3 separate regions of the Macaca mulatta genome follow, and all the other regions are linked to region 1. The links are chromatin contacts, called in public Hi-C maps. All regions are on one chromosome and are shown on one strand. Each heading gives the region's core, a stretch centred on a gene start, on an enhancer-like site or on the middle of the called end of the contact. The rest is flanking DNA. Distances are from core to core; before and after follow the strand shown.

The links. Hi-C and Micro-C count contacts between places; a contact is called where the count stands out from the background.
Region 2: a Hi-C map of blood shows a contact between it and region 1, with 3 times the contacts expected there. The contact joins the enhancer-like site here to the promoter of LOC704549 in region 1. A contact is called at or near these places in 4 of 14 Hi-C or Micro-C datasets (blood, fibroblasts and liver).
Region 3: a contact with region 1 is called in a Hi-C map of CD4 T cells, with 5 times the contacts expected there. The contact joins the promoter of ZNF444 here to the promoter of LOC704549 in region 1. A contact is called at or near these places in 6 of 14 Hi-C or Micro-C datasets (CD4 T cells, blood, cortical neurons and 3 more).

What each region holds. Positions count from the first base shown.
Region 1 is chr19:68,669,050-68,672,218 of T2T-MMU8v2.0, forward strand. It overlaps LOC704549, which reads left to right and starts at 1,644. Exons shown (of 5, transcript XM_077979969.1): 1 at 1,644-3,169. It also overlaps a transcript of ZSCAN5A not described here.
Region 2 is chr19:68,438,837-68,442,005 of T2T-MMU8v2.0, forward strand. No RefSeq gene overlaps it. Among named protein-coding and RNA genes, the nearest start is that of ZNF787, 41 kb to the right of the region's middle. Within about 2 kb of position 1,550, at least 10 of the 40 cell types and tissues checked have an H3K27ac peak or open chromatin away from gene starts, as enhancers often do. A contact at or near this core is called in blood, where this site is marked.
Region 3 is chr19:68,497,880-68,501,048 of T2T-MMU8v2.0, forward strand. ZNF444 (zinc finger protein 444) reads left to right here and starts at 1,526. Exons shown (of 5, transcript XM_077979926.1): 1 at 1,526-1,703. It overlaps LOC114674207 (a long non-coding RNA gene), which reads right to left and starts at 1,484. Exons shown (of 5, transcript XR_013409718.1): 1 at 495-1,484.

The DNA.
Region 1 (3,169 bases), core at 394-2,893:
CTAGCTTTATAAACCCATTTATCATTAGAAGGTTTCATATGCTAACCAGATGATTATATGCCCAGGTGCTTGATGTTAGTTTTTTGTAACTTCTCCTGGATACCATTAATGGCCTTTGTACATTTAATCATCCCTTCCCTTTGATGAGGGGAGTGCTCTTAAATTTTATGTAAAATGAAGTTAATGTGTCAGATCATGTCCATTCATATCAGAGTTCAATCACCTGGTGAGAGTTTCCTGGGTGACCAAGTTATGGGAAGGTATAGAAGAGTGTTGGAAAACTTCTAGGGCGGCAGTTCTCAGTAGGCTGACTTCAGCCCCCAGGGGACATTTGGCAATGTCTGGAGACATTTTTGGTTGTCACAACCAGGAGTTGGGGGCCGGAGAGGATTTTTCCTGGCATCCCGTGGGTGAGGTGAGGGAAGATCCTCAACATCCTACAACGCACAGGGCAGCCCCGAGAACAAAGCAATGTCTGCCCCCAATGTCAATAACCCTGGTATTGAGAAACTCGGTAAGGTCTGAGGCCATTCAACTGTTGAGCTCACTGCTGTCTCCTTGGCCACTAGTACTTATTCGGCTCTCACTGAATGAATGAATGCACAGCACGAACCTGTAATCAAGGACCAAGCGAACTGCGGGAGGCAGGGTTGCTACTGAGAGCAAACAGTGACCTAGTTAACCTGGCGACAGGCGTGAAAGGAAGTCTGGGTTTCCAATCAAAAATCGGGAGGGAAGGAAAAAAAGAGTGAATCAATTCTTGCGAAAAGTCTCTGCGCACTTACTAGAAAGCACGCGGCCAGGAATCATGCAGGGCGCCTGCACGCATATTATTATTTAAATAAAGCTGCCCCTCAGCACAAACAGCCCGCAAGGTCACGGAAACTCCTCCAGTCCCATCCCCGGGTTCCGTCCTCCCACGAATCTCTCCCTCCTCCCTCAGCCTCGCCCCACGCGCATGCGCACTCGCGCTCCCCAACCCACCCCAGTCCGGCCTCCGCCAGTGACGTCACCGCAAGGGCGGAAGGGAAGCTAAAGTCGTTACCATGGTGACCGCGACACAATCAGAAACGTCTACTAGTGACGGTCAAGCCCCCTACAACCGGTCTCAAAGCCGCAAACGAGTCAGGCATCGTGGTAGGACCTGGCGAGCTGGGCCGGGGAGAGCGGGGCGCCTGGACCGGGGACTTGTCGCATTCACATTGGCTGCTAGGAGGCCTCGGCGACCACTTCCGGATCCGGGGCGAAGGTCGCAGCTCCCAGCCCTTGCTCAGTGCGCTGAACTAGAATTCCCAGAAGCCTCTGCGGCCGCCTTCCTTCTCCTTACCTCCTGCTTCCCCCACAAATAACAGTGGGTGAAATCATCTAAAAAGCGTTTCCAACCCGCCGAATCATCACTGGTATAGACATTTTTATTCTAAGCTGCTTTTTACTAAAACGTGCTCCTCCTGTCCCTCTGCATCTTTGGGACTACAATACCCAGAAGTCTCTAGGAGTTGCCGAGCCCTCTAGTTTAGGGTTGTTTTGCAGCCGGCGAGACGCCGGAAGTCTGGGAATAAGGCGGGACCAGGGAAAAAGCAGGATTCCGATTGGTGGAGAGGCCACACGGCCTTCTTTAAAGGACGGGGTAGAGTTGCGCACGCGCATTGAGGCATCTCTGTCCTCGTTCTGCGTGCGTGAAGTGTGGGGATTCCCGAGCCTCGGTCACCCGGTCGGTGTCGCATGTCGCCTGCGGGGAGGTTGGGGCTGCTCGCGCGAGGCGCTCTGGGCCTCACTTCCGAGGCCGAAAATGCTGGCTCCAAAGTGGTGCCCTGGGAGATGAGGGCGACTCCCAGTTTCCACCATGTTTCTGAATGGGCTTCCAGTCTCCATGGTAACGGCCCCTCCCAGTTCCCCTGTGACTTCATAGCTGCCCACGGGAGGGGAGAAAGCTGATTTGAAGGGGCCGTGGGTTCTGAGCCAACCTCTCTGTCTTTGAGGCCACCTACCCTATACCACTCGTCCTTGAGAGGGTGAGCCGGTGACCTTTCACCCTCTCTGGGCCTCGGTTTCCCTTTTTGTGAAATAATGTCTGGTGCCCCTGCTGTGCTCTCTTACTATTTCAGGGCCTCAGGCAAGAGACACCCTCTGTGTCTCAGTTTCCCCGTAGGTGAAGTGAGGATGGTGCCCTCTGTCTCAGTTTTTCCATAGGTGAAGTGAGGATGATGCCCTGTGTCTCAGTTTCCCCATAGGTGAAGTGAGGATGATGTTAGAATTTGATGTTAAAATGTACGGAGTTGTGAGAATTAAGGGAACCTCAGAGCAATGGCCGGCACACAATGACCCTTCAAGTGCCAGCGGCTTTGATGATCACCATTCTTGCCTTTTCTTTGGAGACCAGGAGAAATTACCGCCCCACCTTCCTCCAGGGTCTTTGTGTGTTGATCTGCAAGTTGGATGTATTGGATTTTATGACCACTAAACTGTCTTCTGAGCACACAAGAGCAGTGGTTTTGATCTCTGAGAAGTACTACAGGGCTTGGTGTTAAGACACTGGAATTCCGGAAACCCGTCCCTGTCATACCAGTTGCTGTGTGACCTCCGTCAATCGTGGTTCTTTACCGAGCCCTGAGATTCCGCAAGTGAAAATGGATGGGGATGAACTTCCCGTCCAGGCACTGCCACTGACTTCGCTTGGGGACCTGGGGTAAGCTCTGTGACCCAGCATTGCACCATCTGTAACATAACCAAAGGGTGAGCAATTGAACTTTGAGGTTGATTTCGGTGCTAAAATCCCACTCAGTAGTTCTAGCGTCTTCACAGACCTCACCCTTCCCAATGCCCTCACTTTGTGCTCCATATCCCAATCAACACTTAGTGATTCCAGATTTGTAATTTTTGCCATTGTGCTGAGAAGTAATTAACTATTTTATGTTTTTTTAAATTTGAATTTTTGACTATCAGGCTTAGCATCTTTTTTTTTTTCTTCGTTAAAGACTAGTCAAGTGCATTAGGAGGGGGGAAAGAGTAGAACAAGGAATTTGGTCTGTAATGACTGTGGACAATAAACTGGTAGAAGTCACTACCTTTTAGCCAGCCAGAATCTTTTTATTATTCACTGGATATTCAGATTTTGCCTCTGTAAATTTCCTATCTTTCATTGCTATTTTTTTCAAATAGTTCATTCAAT
Region 2 (3,169 bases), core at 300-2,799, 230 kb before region 1:
GCACACGTGTGGTCCCAGCTACTCAGGAGGCTGAGGCACTAGAATTACTTGAACCCGGGAGGCAGACGTTGCAGTGAGCTGAGATCACGCCACTGCACTGCAGCCTGGGTGACAGAGCGATACTCTGCCTCAAGAAATAAATAATGAAAGCTCTGGCATCATTAGGTCTGACTTCTTATGTGACCACAATCAAAGTAAGCTGGAAACGGAGCTCCTTTCTCCTGGGCTACAGTGCTCTGGTTTCCCCACTCTACCATCTCACACTGGCTCCTCTTACTAGCCTGGTGCTCTCTCTGGCCCCGTGGGATGCACTTGTAAACCCAAATTAACCCCATGCACAGAGCTCGGCGCTTGCAGCACAACTCCCTCTTTTGGCTTTAGTTGAAACACTCATTCCAGGCTCCTTGTTTTACAAATGAGGAAATGGGGTTTAGCAAAGAGAAATGAGTTTTCAAACCAGAGGCCAGTGGTTAGGCTGTGCAGCCACCTCTCCTCTCCTCCCTGTGTCAGCAGGGATATTCCAGAGCCTGGTCTGAAACTGCTGAGCTCGAAGGGCTTGGATCCAACAATGCTGATAATGACCACGGTGTGTGGCCTCATCACTAGGGAACGGCCGAGCTCGGGGGGCTTGGGTCTAACAGTGCTGATGACCACGGCGGTGTGGAATGGTCACTAGGGAACGGTTGGGCTTAGGGGGCTTGGGTCTAACAGTGTTGATCATGACCACGGCGGTGTGGAGTGGTCACTAGGGAACGGTTGGGCTTAGGGGGCTTGGGTCTAACAGTGTTGATCATGACCACGGCGGTGTGGAGTGGTCACTAGGGAGAGAGGCTGGGCTCGAGGGGCTTGGGGGGCTTGGGTCTAACAATGCTGATGACCGCATTGGTGTAGAATGGTTGGTTACTAGGGAGCAGCTGAGCTTGGGTGGGGGGCTTGGGTCTAACAATGCTGATGACCACAGCGGTGTAGAATGGTTGGTTACTAGGGAGCGGCTGAGCTTGGGGGTGGGGGCCTTGGGTCTAACAATGCTGGTGACCACGTTGGTGTAGAATGGTTGGTTACTAGGGAGCGGCTGAGCTTGGGTGGGGGGCTTGGGTCTATCAATGCTGGTGACCACATTGGTGTAGAATGGTTGGTTACTAGGGAGCGGCTGAGCTTGGGGGTGGGGGGCTTGGGTCTAACAATGCTGGTGACCACAGTGGCATAGAATGGTTGGTTACTAGGGAGCGGCTGAGCTTGGGTGGGGGCTTGGGTCTATCAATGCTGGTGACCACATTGGTGTAGAATGGTTGGTTACTAGGGAGCGGCTGAGCTTGGGGGTGGGGGGCTTGGGTCTAACAATGCTGGTGACCACAGTGGCGTAGAATGGTTGGTTACTAGGAAGCGGCTGAGCTTGGGTGGGGGACTTGGGTCTATCAATGCTGACCATGACCACGGCTGTGACATGGTCAGTAGGGGGCGCCACATCCCGCTTTCTTACCCTAACCGCCTCCTTCCAGCTCAACTTTCTTCCAGCTGCGGCGCTTTGCATTTGTGGCTGCGGCTGCATTTGAACAAGTGCTCCTTGCGCCCCGCCCCACAGGGCCTCTCCCCTGCTGGGGCCCCGCCTGCATCGCGCTTCCTGAACTGCCCTTGGAAGTTCCCCTGGTGGCTCAGCTTCTCCCGCCCAGTCGCCAACCACTTACTCGCCCGTGTTTATGAGGCACGGACTTGCTGCCAGTGGCTCTGCAAGGCAAGGGGACACGGCGGGGACCTCGATGGGCACAATCTCTGCCCTCACGGGGGGTGGGAGTGGCTGGGAGGGGACACACACAGATGAGGACTCAAGAGACAAAGAGACTCCCGGGGGTGAGACATGGAGGAAGTCCTGGGCATGGGCAGGTGTGACAGGCAGCTGTGTGGGGGCGGGTCCCAGGGGAGGGAGATCTAGACAGACGTGGGCGAGAGGAAGGGGACCCTCCACCCAGCTCACTTCCTGGTCTGAAGGCCGCAGTCTGCATCCCTAAGGGCAGGGACTTGCGTGTCCGCCCTGCTGCATCCCCAGTGCCTGGGGCCCAGTGGGAGGGCGGCTCTGCCAGGTAGCGGACGGTGTCAAAGGAGCTCGGCCTGGGGTCCGACTGTCCTGAGTTTGAATCTGGTTTCTCACTTAGCGTGTGATCGAAAGCGAGTGGCTTCACTTCTCTGAGCCGGCTTGCTTCTCTGTGACTAGCGAGATCCAGCCATGTCTAAACAGTGTGGGTAAAGCCAGGCGGCTGAAACCAGCTTTGCTGTGTCTCGTTTTAAGTCCTGGATAAGTCCCTTCCCTCTGAGCCTACCTCCCCCTCTGTAGAGTGGAGGGTTACGCGAGGTGGTTTTGTTCTGAGACGGAGTCTCACTCTTTTGCCCAGGCTGGACTACGATGGCGTGATCTCGACTCACTGCAACATGTGCCTCCCAGGTTCAAGTGATTCTCCTGCCTCAGCCTCTAGAGTAGCTGGGATTACAGGTGCCCGCCCCCATGCCCAGCTAATTTTCATATTTGTAGTAGAGACAGGGTTTCGCCATGTTGGCCAGGCTGGTCTCAAACTCCTGACCTCAGGTGATCCGCCCACCTTGGCCTCCCAAAGTGCTGGGATTACAGGCATAAGCCACCGTGCCCGGTTTAAAGAGGTATTAATTGAAGCACCCAGCACACACTAGCACACGTTAAATCATCACCTTGCTCCCAGGGTCTCGGCTATCAGCCATATCCAAGCCCTCACTGCGGAGAGTAAGTAGGAGACAGTCACTTCATACATTCTTGGGGACGTGGTAAGTGACCTCTGGGGAGGGTGATACAGCCAGATCTGTTGGGATCCAAATGCACATTCCTCTTCCGCCCGCAGTTCCTGCCAGGACAAGCAGCACAAGGTGTGGGTCGGATCGGATTCTTCCTGCTGCATTGCTACAGTAGCAGAAGACTAGAAACACACGGACTGCACATCAGTCAGGAATTAAACACTGTATCTGCACAAAGGAATGCTTTGAAAGCGTTTTTTAAAATAAGAAATGTAGATAGGCAGCCAGGGGCGGTGACTCAGGCCTGTAATCCCAGCACTTTGGGAGGCCAAGGCGAGTGGATCGCAAGGTCAGGAGATGGAGACCATGCTGGCTAACACGGTGAAATCCCATCTCTACTAAAAATACAAAA
Region 3 (3,169 bases), core at 276-2,775, 170 kb before region 1:
CCAATAGGACCTGATGACAGATTGCATGCGGCGGGTGATGAAAAAGAGGAATTGGCTGGGCATGGTGGTTCACGCTTGCAATCACAGCACTTTGGGAGGCCGAGGAGGCAGATCACTTGAGGCCAGGAGTTTGAGACCAGCCTGGCCAACACGGCAAATCCCATCTCTATTAAAAATACAAAAATTAGCTGGGCATGGTGGTGCACGGCCGTAGTCCTGGCTGCTCAGGAGGATGCGGCACGAGAATCGCTTGAGACTGGGAATCGGAGGTTGCAGTGAGCTGTGATCACATCACTGCACTCCAGCCTGGGCGACAGAGCCAGACCCCGTATCAAAAAACAAAACAAAACAAACAAAAAAAGAATCAAGGGCTGCTTTTCTATTTTTGGCCTGAACATTTGGGTGAATGATGGACTTGCTATCTAAGATGATAGAGTAATGGGAAGGAATAAGTTTCTTCACAAGGTAGGGGAGAAAAATTCTCTACTGTCCACCTTAGGTTTGAGATGCCTATTAAGAAATCCAAGTGGAGATGTCAAGTAGGCCATCGGATATGAGTGGGAAGAAGATCACCGTGTTCTAGGAGCAGAAAGGAGGCATGACTGGAACCCATTAAACACGAGAAGACAGAGGGTAGATAGGTGGGCCAGGGCAGGTTAGGCCACCGTGGGCAAACTGGTCACAAGGTTCTGAGTCAACCACTCATCGCGTGTGAAACCTGGGGCAAGTTGTTCATTTATGAATATGGTAAGAGGAACAACCTCCATGTAATGAATGCTTGTTATGGGTAAGCCACTGTCTTCCTTTTTATGGCGCAGAGTCTTCGGATCAGCCCGGGAGGTGGGGGAGGGGAGGGGATTCTCTTATCCTTGTTGTACAGAGGAGGAAATACGCCGCGGGCTGAGGTAGGGCTTGTATGAGCCATAATCAGGTCTGGAACTGTCTAGATAAAGGGCGTCAGCTGATCTCTTAGGATGTCTGTCTTCTTCGCAGTCCTGAGATGCAGAAACTGAGGCCTCAGGACGGGGAAATAGTCTGTCCAATGGGGCAGAGCGAGGACGCGCGGCACGTAGCGCTGTCCCCCAGTTCACACCAGGAAAAACTGAGGCTAAAGAGAGGGCGGTGTCCTGTCCAGGTTCACACAGGAAGAGCCAAACCGAGGCCCCCGCGCTGGCCCCCTCCTGAACCACCGCCCACCCCAGAACAGGAGGGCGGCCCGCTCACGTCCTGATTCCTGGCACCGACATCGGCTCTTAAGCTCTGCCCGGGTGGAGAGTGAGGACACACACACAGAAAAAGCGATCCGTAGTCAAGGAGACGTAGCCTGCACTCCTGATTGGCGCAGAACTCTAGCCTGGTCTCCTCCTCCTCTTCGCTTGCCAGCTTCTAGAGCTCTGGAGGCCCCACCTCCCAAATGCCCGGCGGTGCCCGACCTCCCCTAATCTCCACAACAGCGCCGCCATGGCTCCTCCTACTCCTCCCTCTTTTTTTTCTCGACACGTCTGCGCATGCCCAGGGCCCGCGCGCAGACTACTGGGAAGCCTCCTCGTGCATTCTGGGAAATGTATTCCAAAGCCTGACGCGCTCAGAGAGCCCGCGACACTTGCGCCGTCAAGGCCCAATAGGCCGCAGACGACGCTTTCGTGCATCTTGGGAAATGTAGTTCCAGTGTTGGGGAAGACGCCAGGCGGTGACAAACAAGGGTGAGCGGGTCCCCACGGCGAGGGCCAATGGGCAGCTGCCTTTGCCGCGATGCTTCCTGGGAGTTGTAGTTCGGCTTGAAGCCGGGGCCACATGGGGAGTTGTTGGGCGGAACGAGCGACTCGGAGTATGGGATTGGGGGAGGGGGACGGGGGGGGGGTGTTTGGCGCAAAGCCTGCTGGGGCATGGAGTCCCAGTGAGCTTTGTACGCATGTGCGGGGAGGTGATGGGGCTTGGGGGGCATCGCCTGAGAGAGTGAGGTGAGCTAGGGGGAAAGGAGGGAGGGATCGGAGGGGGCGGTTGGACGAAGGAGGGACCAGCGGTTGGACGGGAAGGGGGGCGCCGGGGCCCTCAGGAGGGAGAAATGGAAGAGATGGGAGACTTGCGGGGAGGGGAGGAGAAGGGGGCTGAGTGATGGGGGAGGGGTTGGGAGCGAGAACTAGAGGGGGAGGGACTTGGAGAGGGGGAGGGGTGGATAGTGGGAGGGGGGTCGTGGATCCTCGAGGTCCTGAAAGCGGGAGAGAGAAACTGAGGGAGAGGACGGGGGAGGGGCGGGACGGGGGAGGGACAGATGGGGGAGGGAAGGGGGAGGGACAGGTAGGGAAAGGGAAGGGGACCCAAGCAGGGGTGGGCTGTGAGATGAAAGCTGAGTGGGAAGCTGGACCCTACAAAGGAGTCTGGGGGCGCCGGGACCGGACCCCTTCGGAAAGGTTTGCGGGAAGGGGCTTCCGGGGACGATGGTTATTGTCGTAACGTAGATACAGTGCAGGTGGCTCTTTTTGTGCGCTGCTTCTACAAGTGCAACTTTTACAGAGTTGTGAGATTCCTGAAGATAACTCGTTGAGGAGCATCTGCCTTTTTAGCTTGTTGCAAGGCATTATTACCTTCGGTAATATGTGTAAAGTGCTTAGAAACTGTTTATTGTCATCTGAAGTTGACCCCCGCCACCTCTACCCCAGTCAGGATGAGTCACCCTCCTCTATATCCATCTTAATGCCTATTGCAATGTATACTTAGTATTTTAATCTGTGTGCGTGTTCACAGCAGTGTCCCCTGGGCACCTTGCAGGAAACCTTCGACAAAGTAACCCTAAGTCTGACTGGACACTTACTAGCCAGGTGTGGTTCTCAGCATTTTTGTTTTCCATCACTTTACAGTCAGCGAAATGGAGATACAGTGTATTACAAAAGGTGCCTTGTACCTTGTCCAAGGACACAGAACTGGTAGGAGGCAGAGCTGGAATTTGCCCCAGAGCCTTTGTGCTGTAGGTAAATATTTGTCCAGTGGGCTAGCGGCTCCCAACCAGGAGTGGTTTTGTCCCCCAGGGGACATGTGGCAATGTCTGGAGACTTTTATTTGTTTTTCCAACCTTGGAAGTGCTGCTGGCATCTCATGAAAAGAGGCAGAGATGCTGGTAGACATTGTGTGTTGCACAGGATAGCCTCCCACAACACAAGTGCCATTAATG